2 separate regions of the Mus musculus genome follow, and region 1 is linked to region 2. Evidence: chromatin contacts called from public capture Hi-C data. All regions are on one chromosome and are shown on one strand. Each heading gives the region's core, a stretch centred on a gene start, on an enhancer-like site or on the middle of the called end of the contact. The rest is flanking DNA. Distances are from core to core; before and after follow the strand shown. Region 1 overlaps Gm31418 (a long non-coding RNA gene). Region 2 has its middle 32 kb from the start of Smc3.

The links. Capture Hi-C pulls out chosen DNA fragments and counts their contacts.
Region 1: a capture Hi-C map of embryonic stem cells shows a contact between it and region 2, with 5 times the contacts expected there. The contact joins two enhancer-like sites. A contact is called at or near these places in 1 of 115 datasets of contacts at active chromatin or transcription factors (large pre-B cells) and 1 of 9 other capture datasets (embryonic stem cells).

Annotation. Positions count from the first base shown.
Region 1 is chr19:55,134,078-55,140,701 of GRCm38.p6, forward strand. Gm31418 (a long non-coding RNA gene) reads left to right here. Exons shown (of 6, transcript XR_877930.2): 4 at 3,448-3,608; 5 at 4,518-4,849; 6 at 5,479-6,624. Among named protein-coding and RNA genes, the nearest start is that of Gm31418, 10 kb to the left of the region's middle. Within about 2 kb of position 4,029, at least 84 of the 459 cell types and tissues checked have an H3K27ac peak or open chromatin away from gene starts, as enhancers often do.
Region 2 is chr19:53,564,783-53,571,309 of GRCm38.p6, forward strand. No RefSeq gene overlaps it. Among named protein-coding and RNA genes, the nearest start is that of Smc3, 32 kb to the right of the region's middle. Within about 2 kb of position 3,354, at least 23 of the 459 cell types and tissues checked have an H3K27ac peak or open chromatin away from gene starts, as enhancers often do.

The DNA.
Region 1 (6,624 bases), core at 2,779-5,278, 1.6 Mb after region 2:
AAACCAAAACTGAGACAAAATCTATTATAGAAGAGACGTGTTTGTTGTTGATGTGAGTGATAGGTATATTTGAAGCCCAGCAGGGTATATTATTCTCTCTATATATTTTTTCATATGCATTATTTTTTGTTCTTTCATAATGTGTGAGAATAAAAGACTCCACCCCTGCATACTACCTCATCATATGCGAGAGAGCTTACCAATACATGCTTGCTAACTAAATGGCTTATCCACTGTTTGTGCCTAGCTACATTTTAGTTGTTAAGAGTTCCCCCAGGAAGCCAAGCCTCTTGGGAGAGTCCTGTTATACTAGCTTCTCTGGGGGATTGAAAGTTTAAAGCTAACCTGAGCTAAAGAGTGAGTTCAGGGCCAGCTTGGGCAACTCATGAAGCTCTACCTCAAATCTAGAAATGTCAAGAGAAGGGCTGTGAGCAGAGCACACATGAGGCCCCTAAACTCCATCCGGGGTTGAGGTTGGAGGGGTGGGGAGGAGTCCCACGAGAAGCCACACCCTGCTCTGTAGATTGCTTTGAGTGACTCATTAGAGCCATAGCTTCTTCAATGACCTAGGTTTGTTTATAGTCAGATGCTGGTCAATAAAATCATTTAACTTGGCATGCAGAATGGTACTTAAGAGGTACTCAGTGAGAGCCAAAGGGGTGGAGGCAACTCACAGGCACAGGAAAGCCTTAAATGGTGCAGAACACTGCACACACATGCCTGACCTAGTGCCAAATGGGAACTGCTTAAGCTTCCTCTCGGGGTAGCTCTCTTAATCCCTAGAACACGTTGTCCCAGCCATCGGATCGAAACATCACCGCGCTTCTTTATTAGTGCGTCTATCACCTCTTCGCCTGCTTGGTGTGCATGTTTGATATTCCCAGCTAGAACACAAGCTCCCTGGAGGTAGGAACCATGGCGTTCACATCTCTGGTGTCTGCAGTCCTAACACAGAGCCTGGTCTAGGATGCACAGGTAATAAATTAATGCTAGATACGGCAGCAGCTACAAGAGGTCCCACTGTATACAGACCACCTGCTACAGGAGCACGGATGACTGATGGCCTCTTGATACTGTCCCTTTGAGTCCACCATGGCATTCTGCTTAGGCTGCTCAGTGACTGACAAGCATCAGCCCTTTCCTGCCACACATGTGCATGCACACACGCACACACACACCCCACTCTTGCAGACACCATATTGGAACAGCACTGCGGTCAGCGGCTGCTCCGTCATGGCGTCCCCTTCCTCCCTCTCTGCTCACTGGCCTCTCCCTTGCTCTGTGGTCTCTGTGCACCTGCTTCTGTTTATCCCACCCAGCCACTGCATAAGCAGCTCCCACACTGGATGAGAAATGTCAGCATCTCTTTGGCATCTGCCTCTCAGAGGCTCCAAACTGCTGCAGACTTGCTGCTTAATGCACCTGAACTTCGCCCATCACAGATATCTTCCGTGCGTGTATCATCATCGTGCTGAGCTCAAACGTTCTGTTTTGAAGACCTGTGCAGCATTGGCTTGGGCAGCCCTGTGTAGTTAAAACTAGTGCTCCAAGTGGAGAACATCTCACAGGGACCTACTTTCTTTATTCTTAGGATGAGGCTTACAGGGTCTTCCTTCCTCCATCACAGCAACATCAAAGAGATGGATGCTCCTTAAATCACCTCAAAGCTGAGGCTGAAGAGAGGGCTCCAGGGCTAAGGGTGCCTACTGATCATGCACTGACTGCAGTCTTGATCCCAGAACAACATCAGGTGGCTTACGGCTACCTGCCTGAGTCCTGGGGGACCTGGTGCTCTCCTCGAGCCTCTGCATGTGCCTGCATGCCTGTACACGTCACACACATGCACAGAATTAAAACTCAAATCACAAATTTAAAAAATAATAATAATAAAGTGCTCTAAACTACTCTAAGCAGGGTTGGTAAACTTTGGTGCAAAGAGCACGTGATAACTATTTTAAGCCTTGTGGGCCACAGTCTTTCTTATGACTATTCAGTCCTACCATGTGATACAAAGGTCGCCCAAAGTTGTGCATGAGTGAACATGACTGTGTCTCAATAAAACCTTATGAAGATGAAACTTTAATACTGTTTGAGAGTGAGACAGACTTGGTCAGAGGGCTTCAGTTGGCTCATGTGTGCCCCAGAGTCATGGAATCTTATGGTTAGACAATCTAGAACCATCATGATAATGGGTGGCCTAACTGTTCCTCAGACATTCGTGACAGACCTGACTAATCAATGTGGAGAACCTTCTTGAAAGGTCTAGAGGTGGCTTCAAAATCCTCCTGGACCTAGGGATAGAGATGAAGTTAATTTAAGTTGGTCATGTAGGTCTGTCTGTCTGTGTCCCACCCACCCCCATCCTGTTCTGTTTCCATGGCTCACAACAGAGAAACAGGCCATGGAGAGATTAAGTAACAATAAAGATAAAAGTAACTTTAATCACATAGAGAGCAATCTTTAATGTTAAACGTGCTGATGTAGAACTAAAACCTAGCCCTTTACATTTCCAAAAAAGAAAAAGTTAAATTGTTTCTCATAAGGAGCAAGAACCAAAGTCTCTTCTTTTCTCTCCCTAAAAAGCAAGACTCCGTTCTGCTAGGATGGATAGGTGTTTGCTCTTGTTTTTCTCCAGCAGAAAGTGGGGCTGGCTCCATGGCCCTGGGTACAGCCCAGGAGGCATGGCCCATGCTCCCTCTTCTACAGGACAGGCTAAGTGGGGAGAGGCAGTTGTAGGCTTCCTCCTCCCCCTCTAAGCCAGTGTCCTGTGTGCCCTCCTCCCCCCCTTATCTCAGCCTCTTCACAAGGAAGATCAAAGAGTCCTGTAAACTGTGCAGCTTCCTGGTACCGAAGTCCGCTCTAGTCCCAGGAAGCCAAGCTCCTTATTAATAGTAAATAGGTGAGCCATTGTCATTTGGGGCCAGCTATCCTTCTGGAATCTAATGGCGCTCAAAGGAGGCTCTCCACAGTTAAGGTACACATTCCGGAGGCACCCCAAGTTCCCCAGCCTGCAGGATCTCCTCTTTGTTTATATGCAAACAACAATCACAAACAGTTAATAGTATACTCACAGCATCACATTTAGGAACACATGCTTTAGATGACTTCAGCTGGTTAGGGAGTCCCCAGTGACCCCATGTGGATGACAGCTTGGCTGGCTGACAAGGAAGTTTCCAGGAAGTCCCTTGAGGACCTGCAGCTGCTGTCTGGGAGCTAGCTTGCATCCTGGAAGGCATGTGAGCTGATTTTCACAGTAAGGTGTTAACCATTTCCCTTAGCACACAAAGCTCAAAGTTGCCCACAACCTCAGAAGAGCTAAGTACTGGCAAAGGTCTTCCTCCTCCTCCTCCTCCTCTTCCTCTTCTTCTTCATGATCGTTTTTTTACACTTTTTTATGTGTGTGTGTGTTCTGCTCACAAGTATATCTCTGTATCCTGTGTATCCTAGCACTGGAGTTACAGACAGTCGTGAACGGCCTACTGAGACTCAAACCACCTGTGACAAGTGCTCTTAACCACTGAGACATCCTTCGAACCCACAAAGCTCCCATAATGGCCTTGCCCAACAGCCAGGGCTTCTGGAGAACAGACTTTTGAGGCTGGGGACTGGTGAGCATGGTCTTGAAAAGCTATAGACTACAGTTCAAATACTCAAGAGTCCCGGGTCACCCATGTCTTCATCTGACATCTCCCTTTCTCCCCCCTCCCTATATGGCATCCACTCGCCTGGTTTCACTCTCAGAGCTTCTGTTTGTGGGCGGTGGGTTGGAAGGACTTGCTACAGAGCAGTCCTGTCCCCTTCAAACCACCCTGAGTCACTCACAGATCACTCCATCGAATGCTACGGCCTTCTAGTTTGTTTCTAGCCTTCCACCAGGATGCCAGCTTCTTAGCAGGAAGCCCTGGTTACTTTTGTCTGCTCGCTATAGGACCTCTACCATCTGGAAGGAAGCCTGACACAATACGTACTTTCTCTGCACAGGAGTCACAGAGGCCACGAGTCTGGAGCCAGGCTCAGACTGCCTGTGTTCTGACAGCCCCAGCTGGAGACAGGCTCAGACTGCCTGTGTTCTGACAGTCCCAGCTGGAGCCAGGCTCAGACTGCCCGTGTTCTGTCAGCCCCGGCTGTGCTCTGAGGATCACCCACTGCTCCTGTGGTGCTTGTTCATTATTTTTTCAAGAACTTTTTACTGAAACCCTACTGTGTGCTAGACTCCATGCTAGACAATGGGTTTGCAGATAAGATGAGCAAAGTCCTTGTGCGCCACAGCTTAGAATGTCACTTAGGACCTGCCAAGTATCCTGCTTGGGTTTCCAGTAGCTTCCTAAAAAATGGAGTGGTTTCTTTTTCCTAGTTCCTCTCGCCTTGCCTCTCCTCTCCTTTTCTCCTCTCTCCTTCCCTTTCCTCTCTCTTCAGCAAGTTATTTAGTGTATATGTGAGGGTTTCGGAGGGGGCTGGCACTACCTGAATGCCAACCATAGTTTTAATACATGACCATTATGTTCTTCTATGTTTAGGAAGTTGCTTAGTGTCTTGAAGGTGGGGCCAGAAGTCAGTGGTGCATGCAGAGGTCGGGAGTGAGGATTCAGAGAGAAAATACTCACCAGGCCTGGTGCCAACCAACCCTCTGACCTTGGCCCAGTTTGACACAAGGCCCAGTGTGAACACTGCAACCTTGGGATGTCCTCTTCCTCTTATGGTGATTCTGTACCAATAACAGCAAACGTGCATCTCAGAGACCTCTCAGGTTCTTCTCACGCATGAATACCCACCACGACGATGATCCTAGCTAACCACGCATACCCCTGCCTTAGTCCCTGCAGGTGGTCCTGACACCGCAGTACTGAAAGTGAGTATAGTGTTTAAACTGATCTTTCCACAAGGGAAGGTCCCTCAAATTGAACTTTGACTTCATATTATCAGAAGCATGAAGGAGGATACAAGACTTAGTCTTCTCTCTGTGTCTGTCTGTCCATCCACACCTAATGCCTTCTGATCACTTGCCCACTACCCACTCCTTGCTGGGGCAACCTCCTGCCAGAGCCCAACCATTGGCTGTCCTCATTCCTCACTTTCTCAAGTGATTTATCTGATGGCCACAAGGTCCAAAACCTGTTAGGCTCCTACAATCACCAAGAGACCTTGACTTCTGGCCTCACAGCCTCCTTCAGTCAAAACCCAACAAGACTCATTTCTTGAGCAAATCCCACATCACACTGATCCTGACCGCAAAAAGATGAGTTGTTCTGAGAAAAGACATGAGGTTAAAGACACTTGAGCCATCAGCTCTTGCCCTATGGCTGCACATGGACAGGAGTAATTCAAGGTTCCCTGTCATCATTCGCAACTATTGCCCAACCACACACAAGGAGGAGTGCAGAGCAAGCTACTACTGGCTTTTGGAACCACAAACAGTCTAGATTGATTTGTTCTCATAACTCATTGGGCAACCGTGGTGACCTCTTCCCTCTTTGCCAGGCCCTGAGGCTCCCTGCTGACTCACAGCCCATCCTGACAGGCAAGAACATCAGCCTCGCAGATGCACAGTGTACCACCGGCTCCAGCGTAATCCAAGTCGCCAGGAGACATGAACAAAACCACTGCCTCCTCACTAATCATCCCCAGATCTATCCAAATACAACCTTCCTTTCAAAATTGATCATGTCCTCACCAGCTCAGATATGTTTGTAGCAACAGTAACTGGGTGATGAGTGATGGCCAAAGATTCTGTTTAAACCAAAGTCTGTGACACTGTCATTTTGACTGATCTGCTTAAGTTTATGAAATACAAACATTCTGTGCTCTGGGTTCTAAGATATCTATGCGTGTAGGACATATAATATAAAGAACTTTTTAAAATATCACACACCAAAAGACCAATCAATACATGGCCACATTAGACAAAAGGCTCTCAAAAAAGACACAATTCCATATATAAATGTGTGAATGAGTGTGTGTGTGTGTGTGTGTGTGTGTGTGTGTGTGTGTTCAAAACCCCATCCACCAAGGAAATGCAAATCAAAACTGCACTGAGATACATCTGTCTCAAGCAGTCAGAATGGCTGTCACCAAGAGAAAAATACACTAACAAACAGTGGTAAAGATGAAGAGGAAAGGCAAACCTGTCACACTGTGGTGGGAAAGGAACTAGAGAAGGCACAGTGGAGAGCAGTAGGAGGCCCTCAAAAGCTGGAAGCTGCTAACATAGGATTCAGCTCTACCACCTCTGAGAATCTATGTGAAGGAACCTACCACACCACAGAGACTCTGGCACGCCTGTTTGATCACCGCACCATGCATAGACAAGTTACATAATCATGTTAGATATTCACCAGTGAATGAATGCAAGGAGAAAATGCAACACACAATTCATAGTGGAGTCTTTCTTAGCTATAATGAATAAAATTATATCATGTGCAGAAAGATGTGAAGTGGAGATCAAATCAGCCAGATTCAGGAAGACAAATGTCAGACGATCACCCATACGTGGGATTCACATTGAAAAGAACACACACACATGCACATGTACACACACACACACACACACACACACGTACGTGCGTACATATATGTATATATACCTAACACATGCACACACATACATGTATACCTATGACATAAAAA
Region 2 (6,527 bases), core at 2,104-4,603:
AACATGGCAGCTTAAAGTTAAATTCCTTTTTATAATTTTTGAGAGGGTTATGATTTGAAAGATCCTCATGGGATTATGAGTAGAAAGATATCATCCTCTTCCTCAAGTGTTTATTGGTTGCTGACCATTGAGCTTGCTAGGAAAGACTGTGCCAAGGGGCTGAGCAGACATGGCATCTGGGTGGTGGACGCCTTCCACAATACAGGAAGGAAAAGACAGGAAGGGCCAGAGCTTCACTGGGTACAACTGTGCCTCTGTTTCCCTACACCTGTCTGTTAAGGTTTCATCTTTGCTATGTATTTCAATGCTAAGTGCAGGCCCCCAAGACTTGGTTGCCCCATGTAGACCCAAGTGATACTTTGTGACCCTGCCCCCAAGTTATTTCTGATTGGTGAATAAAAATGTTGACATCCAATAGCTGGGCAGAAGAGACATAGGCAGGGTTTAGAATTCCTGGGCTTGGGAGTCGGAGGAGAACCACGAGGGGGAGAAGAAGGTGAAGGAGGAAGAGAGAGATGCCATGGGTTAGAAGTCAAGAAAACATGGCCCCGAAAAGGCTGGCCAATTGGAGTTTAGAGCAGCCCAGATGAAACACCGTAGGGAATAACTCCGGGTCATTGATAGGAAAGTAGATTCTAGTAGCATATAGGGTAGATATCTGCCCAGCTCTTGTGCCTAAAAGTTGTGTGTCTTTCATCTAGGAACCAAATGGTCAAAGATGGGGTAGAAACCCCGGATTGGGATTAAAAATTTCTACAACATCTGGGGGACATTGTGAACCTTTTAATACTTCAGATTGTGTTTCATCTGAAAGCAGGTGATGTAGACTGAGGTCTCCTCGCCTGATTGTAACGTAGTGACTGCCACAGTGTACTACTTCCGCCTACCCCCAGATCTTTATTTTGGGGTGCGCGTGCGTGCATGACTATGTGTGTTATTTGATTTTCACGACAACCCTATTAGTAGCTACAGACTTGGTATTCCTCATGCTGAAAATAGAAGCCTGGAGAAGCCGAGTGACGTGTTCCAGCAGCAGCTCTCTGTCTGTAAGGTGTGCCCCAGTTCAGGAAAGCAGTGAGAGTCTGCCTTATAGGGACTGTTTTCCATGACTATGGCTGACCTAGGCTGGCCTCATGGTCTTGGAGATGGCCACACAGCAGGAGGCTGCACTCCTTCCTAAATTTGTTGGTAAGTGCCCCCCCCGCCCCCCCGGTCTTCCCTCTGCTCTCCAGTGTCCACACAGTGACTTTCCCCAAAGACTGAGTCACTCTCACTAGTGACACTGCAGGAACGGTTCCATAGTTGAATCACAGTGACCACTTCCTGTCCCAGTTAGGGTCCCCTGTTCTCCAGCGCCTTGACATTGCCACTTTAGAAATAAGTACCACAGTGCTTATGACCTCTGGGTGACTCTGGAGTTCTAGTCAGCCCTTCTACCTTCTATAGTCTCATCTTGTAGGCTGAGACGCAGACTTTCATCTTGGTGCCATTCCACACCATGTCTACAAGGGGCCTGGTGGGAGACCCTGTTCATCCCGGAAGGCTGGTTGGGATAACCTCAGCCATGACGTAAAGAAAATTACCTCTGACTGTGGGTTCCCCTTTGTGACTACTTACTGAGTCTTCTAGTCTCAGGAGCATGTGTCAGGACATGTGTGGGAAGACAGATGCCAAAGGATGGTGTGTATTTTGGGGGAAGGCCCCACATCTGTTCTATTTGCTCAGAAAGGGCTTCCTAGAGGCTAAGAATCACCCTGTCAATGGAGCCTAAGGGACAAGGGAGTATGAGCCAATTGAGGGCCAGCTGGGAAGGAGACTTCTCCTGGGTGTTTAGGACCAGGGAGACTCTAAGACCATTAGGCTACACTGAAAGCTTTAGAGGTCTTTTTGCTGTTTCGAGACAGGGTCTTCTATAAGCCCAGGCTGGCCTTAAACTCATTCTGTAGCTGTAGATGACTTTCTATGTAAACTCCTTTTGATCCTACTGTCTGCCCTTCTCAAGTGCTGGAATTACAGGTTGTGGCACCACACTCTGTTCAGAACTCTTAAAATTCTAAGGGTTAAGGTATTTCTTGCCTCAGAGCCATCCTCAAAGACAAAAGAAAACTATCTAAATCCTAAAAACAGCTGGAGGTGGCAGCATACATACATGCACTTCATAAACACACACACACCGAACACACCAATCATACACCTACACCACACACAATACACACACAAACACCCCCATATGTACTCCACACACAAACACCACAAACATACATGCACCACACACATCACACACACACACACACACACACACACACACACACACACACACACACACACACACACACGCTATACATACACACTGGTAATGACAATTTTGGAACTTTTGGTTTCTTTAAAAACACAAAAATATTATGAGAATATATTTTCATTTTAGTCCCAGGTGTGGGATATGGAGCTGCTTTGGACCGTCCACAGCAGCTGACTGTGATTTGTCTTGTGCTCTAGCAGAGGCGTGGTTTCACCAGCTGCAGATCGTTTGTATGACTGTGTGACGTTTGGAATTCTGGGAATTTCCAGAGGCTACATAAATGTTACAGTCCTAATAGGTGAGATTGGTGGTTGTTTGTTGTTCAGGGGGGATTGGTTACAGTTTGTTAGTAGTTGTGCTCAAAGAAGAAACGAGAAGAAAGAAACTAGATTTAGAGATCTCCCTCTCTCTCTTTCCTTTTTCTCCCTCTCTCCTTTTTCTCCCTCTCTCCTTCTTTCTCTCTTATCTAATAATGGGGCTAAAACCAGGGGAACTAAATGTGGGAAAAAGAAGAACCCACAAAGTAGCAATAAGTTAAAATAGTTTATTGTAGCTACTACTGTTGATATATCCCTGGCTTTGGTCCCAGAGGAGATTTTTCTGCTTTTTCTTTTTCTTTTTCTTCTTCTTTTTTTTCTTCTTCCTATTCTGTTTCTAAAAAGGTTGGAAGAATGGCTGAACAGTTGAAAAAACGTGCAGGTGGAATTGGAGGGATCCGAGAAACAATAAATAAATAAAGAAATAGAGAAGGCTGGAATGAGAAAACAGCAGGGGACACTCTGCTCTCTTGTATGAAAGGATACAGCGCGGGGCTGTGTAACTGCAGAAGCTGTGGCAGGGGTGGAAGCTCAGGGGACTTGAGGAGCTCTAGAAAGGAAGAGAACAAAAAAATTAAAAAAAAAAAAAAAAAAAACGCTCAGTCCGGGTGACTAAACAAGACTGCGGGAGTTCCCCACAGGAGGGAAGAGGGAAAGGAACTGCGCAGGAGGGCTGTTGGGTTAGAGAAAAACTGAAAGGGTGGGAGGACAATTTGACAAAACAGCCCTATTCAAAAGGAGGGATTAATCTCGAACTAATTGCAGGACCAGAGTGGGAGGATGGGCAGCGAGGGGCTATGACATCACCATCGGCTTTCCCACTAGTTTTACAGCATATGCCGCCTGCTAATGGCGTGGAACTAGAGAGGATGGTGTCCTATAGCAATGATAGATCTAAGGAGTTTTAAAGAGGCCATGATTTCATATGGGATACATTAGCCTTGTCTGAAACAAATGCTTAATAACTGGGCTACTAAAATATAGTTATTCCCCAGACAGGAAGGGATTGGTGATGGCAACTTCCTCACTCCACATACCACTGCAACTGCCGACTGGTCTCTGTATAGCCTTGGCTGTCCTGGAACTCACTCTGTAGACCAGGCTGGCCTCAAACTCAGAAATCCACCTGCCTCTGCCTCCCAAGTGCTGGGATTAAAGGCGTAAAACATCACTGCCCGGCTGATTTTTTCTTTTTTTCTTTTCTCCTTTCTTACTTTTTCTTTCTTTCTTTCTCCTTCTTTCTTTCTTTCTTTCTTCCTTTTTTTTCTTTTTACAAAGATTAGTCTCAGCTGTGAACAAAGCCATATCAGACCCTACTCAAGGCAGGTGTTGATAGAGACATGCTAATACCATAGCCCAAGCTATAAATAGAGGCCTCCAGTGTCAAAGTGCCTGGTGCTTCAACTGCAGGAAATAATCATTTGCAAAGGGACTGTGACCCAGACACTAAAGGTCTCAGGTTTCAAAATGCCCGGTGCTTAATTGAGGGAAATATGGCTATTTGCAACAAAATTGAACAAGCATCTTTAAGGGCAATGGTTTCTCTAAATATAAACCAGAAAGAAGGCCTAGGCTTCCAGGGGTTTGCAGGCGATACGGTTGCCATTGGACCAATGGGTGTAGGTCCAAAGAAAACATATTCAAGGTTATCATTGGGAAACACCTCTTGTGCCCCACAGCAAAAATTATGAACCATTTCAGTCAAGGGACTGAAACCAAGAGACACCAAATTATAGAAAAAAACTATAGAATTAAATCAACCTATATAGTATAAGGATGTGTTAATATGGGAATGTGTTGCAGCTGTGGATCTATTTATATTTCCACAGGAATGAAAGCTTATAAAGATTAGAACTGAACAGGGGAGGTCTCCTGAAAACCTTGGTCACTGACCTGAAAAGCACTTAGTTCACTGAAAATGTCTTTGTTTATAATTTCTTTTTTTTTAAAGTTTGCATGTCCAATGGGCCTTTTTTTAAAAAAAAAAGATTTTATTTATTATTTATTTTATATGTAAGTACACTGTTGCTGTCTTCAGACACACCAGGAGAGGGAGTCAGATGTCATTATGGATGGTTGTAAGCCAACATGTGGTTGCTGGGATTTGAACTCAGGACCTTCGGAAGGACCTTCTCTTAACTGCTGAGCCATCTCTCCATCCCTGTTTATAATTTCTTGCTACATACATCACAATTAATGGCTTGAAACAGGAGGGGGAAATCCAGTGACAATTTTAGAATTTCAGTTTCTTTAAAAATACAGAAATAAGAATATGTTTTTCATTCCAAGTGTGCGGATGTGGGGTTCTTTGAACTGTCCACAGCAGCTGACTACAATTTGCCTCGCGCTCTAGCAGAGGCATGGTTTTGCCAGCTGTAGACAGTTTCTGCGGCTGTGTGATGTTTGGAATTCTGGGAAATTTCAGAGGGTATATAAATACTAGAGCCCTGGTAGGCAGGGTTGGTGGTTGGTGGTCATTCAGGGCAGTTCTTTGCAGTTTGTTAGTAGTTATGCTCAAAGATGAAACAAGAAGAAGGAAATTAGATTCAGATCTCTCTCTCTCCCTCCTCTATCTTTCTTTCTCTCCTATCTAGTGGTAGGGGCTAAAACCAAGGGGATAAAGGGTTCGAAAAAGAAGAACCCACAAAGTAGCAAAGACCAGCTATACACACATACCACACACACACACACATGCAGCCACACACGCAGGTGCCATGCACATACATGTGTACTGTATATGCCCCCCCACACACCACAAACATTCGCACCACACATGCACCACATACACCATACACATACATATGTACCATGTAGACACGTGTAAACACACACTACTCTCACAAGCACAACCTCTTTTACACACATATGCTCACATACCCACACACACTCACACATATACTCTCACATGCAAATACACATTCACTCACACACACACACACACACACATACATTTACATGTGATGAAAAAAATTTCTCCAAGAAGAGTCAGAAAAAAGATAATTTGGGGTGGTGGTGGTGCATGAATTGACAGTTATTAGGGGGGGAAGAGATGTTTCCTTATCCCTTGTAGACCGGTCTGGTCTAGAGCGCCACATGTAGCCAAGGTCCTAGGACTGCAGGCTGGAGTCACTCCTTCTTGCTCTGAAGGCATCTCCACAGTAGACATCACTGGTGCTGAGACACTAACCATCCATGATGAAGCAGTGCTCCATGTCAAGGCTCAGTGCTGGGGGAGTCAATTAGACGGCTCAGTGGCCAAAGTGATCGCTGCACCAGCCGTTGACTGGAGTGCCATTCCTGGAACTGACTCCACAGAATCATCCTCTGGTCTCCACACATATTCTGTACACACATGTATCCCCACTGACTGTATTTGTGCTCTCTCTCTCTCTCTCTCTCTCTCTCTCTCTCTCTCTCTCTCTCTGTGTGTGTGTGTGTGTGTGTGTGTGTGTGTGTGTGTGAGTGAAATGCATAGGCTTGTATGCAGGAAGGAAAAACAGATTTTGCTGTATGGTGTTTTCCATAAAGATTCTTTTTAAGTTCTGCATGGTGTTCTTCACCTATAACCCCACAGCACTCAGGAGGCAGAAGGCCAGCCTGGTCTGCATATGTTTTAAGAGGGCGGTGCAGAGTCTTGGTAGGCAGTGAGAGGTCAATTAACAAACCCAGGAACAGCTTTGGAGAACTGGCTCATTTCTTGGTGGGGAGAAAGGGGTATTTATGCCCATCGGGAGGTGGCCAGGGTCTCTGGGACCAGGTTTATGTGGCTGGATACCATTGGCCAGAGCAGGGTGTTGGACAATGCCTCATCTCCATGCTCAGGGACTGTAGGGTCTTGGGGAGAAACCCTTATCAGGTCAAACAAGGAGTGAAGCCTGATAACTGTCAGGGTGATACATTCCTGCAAGGGT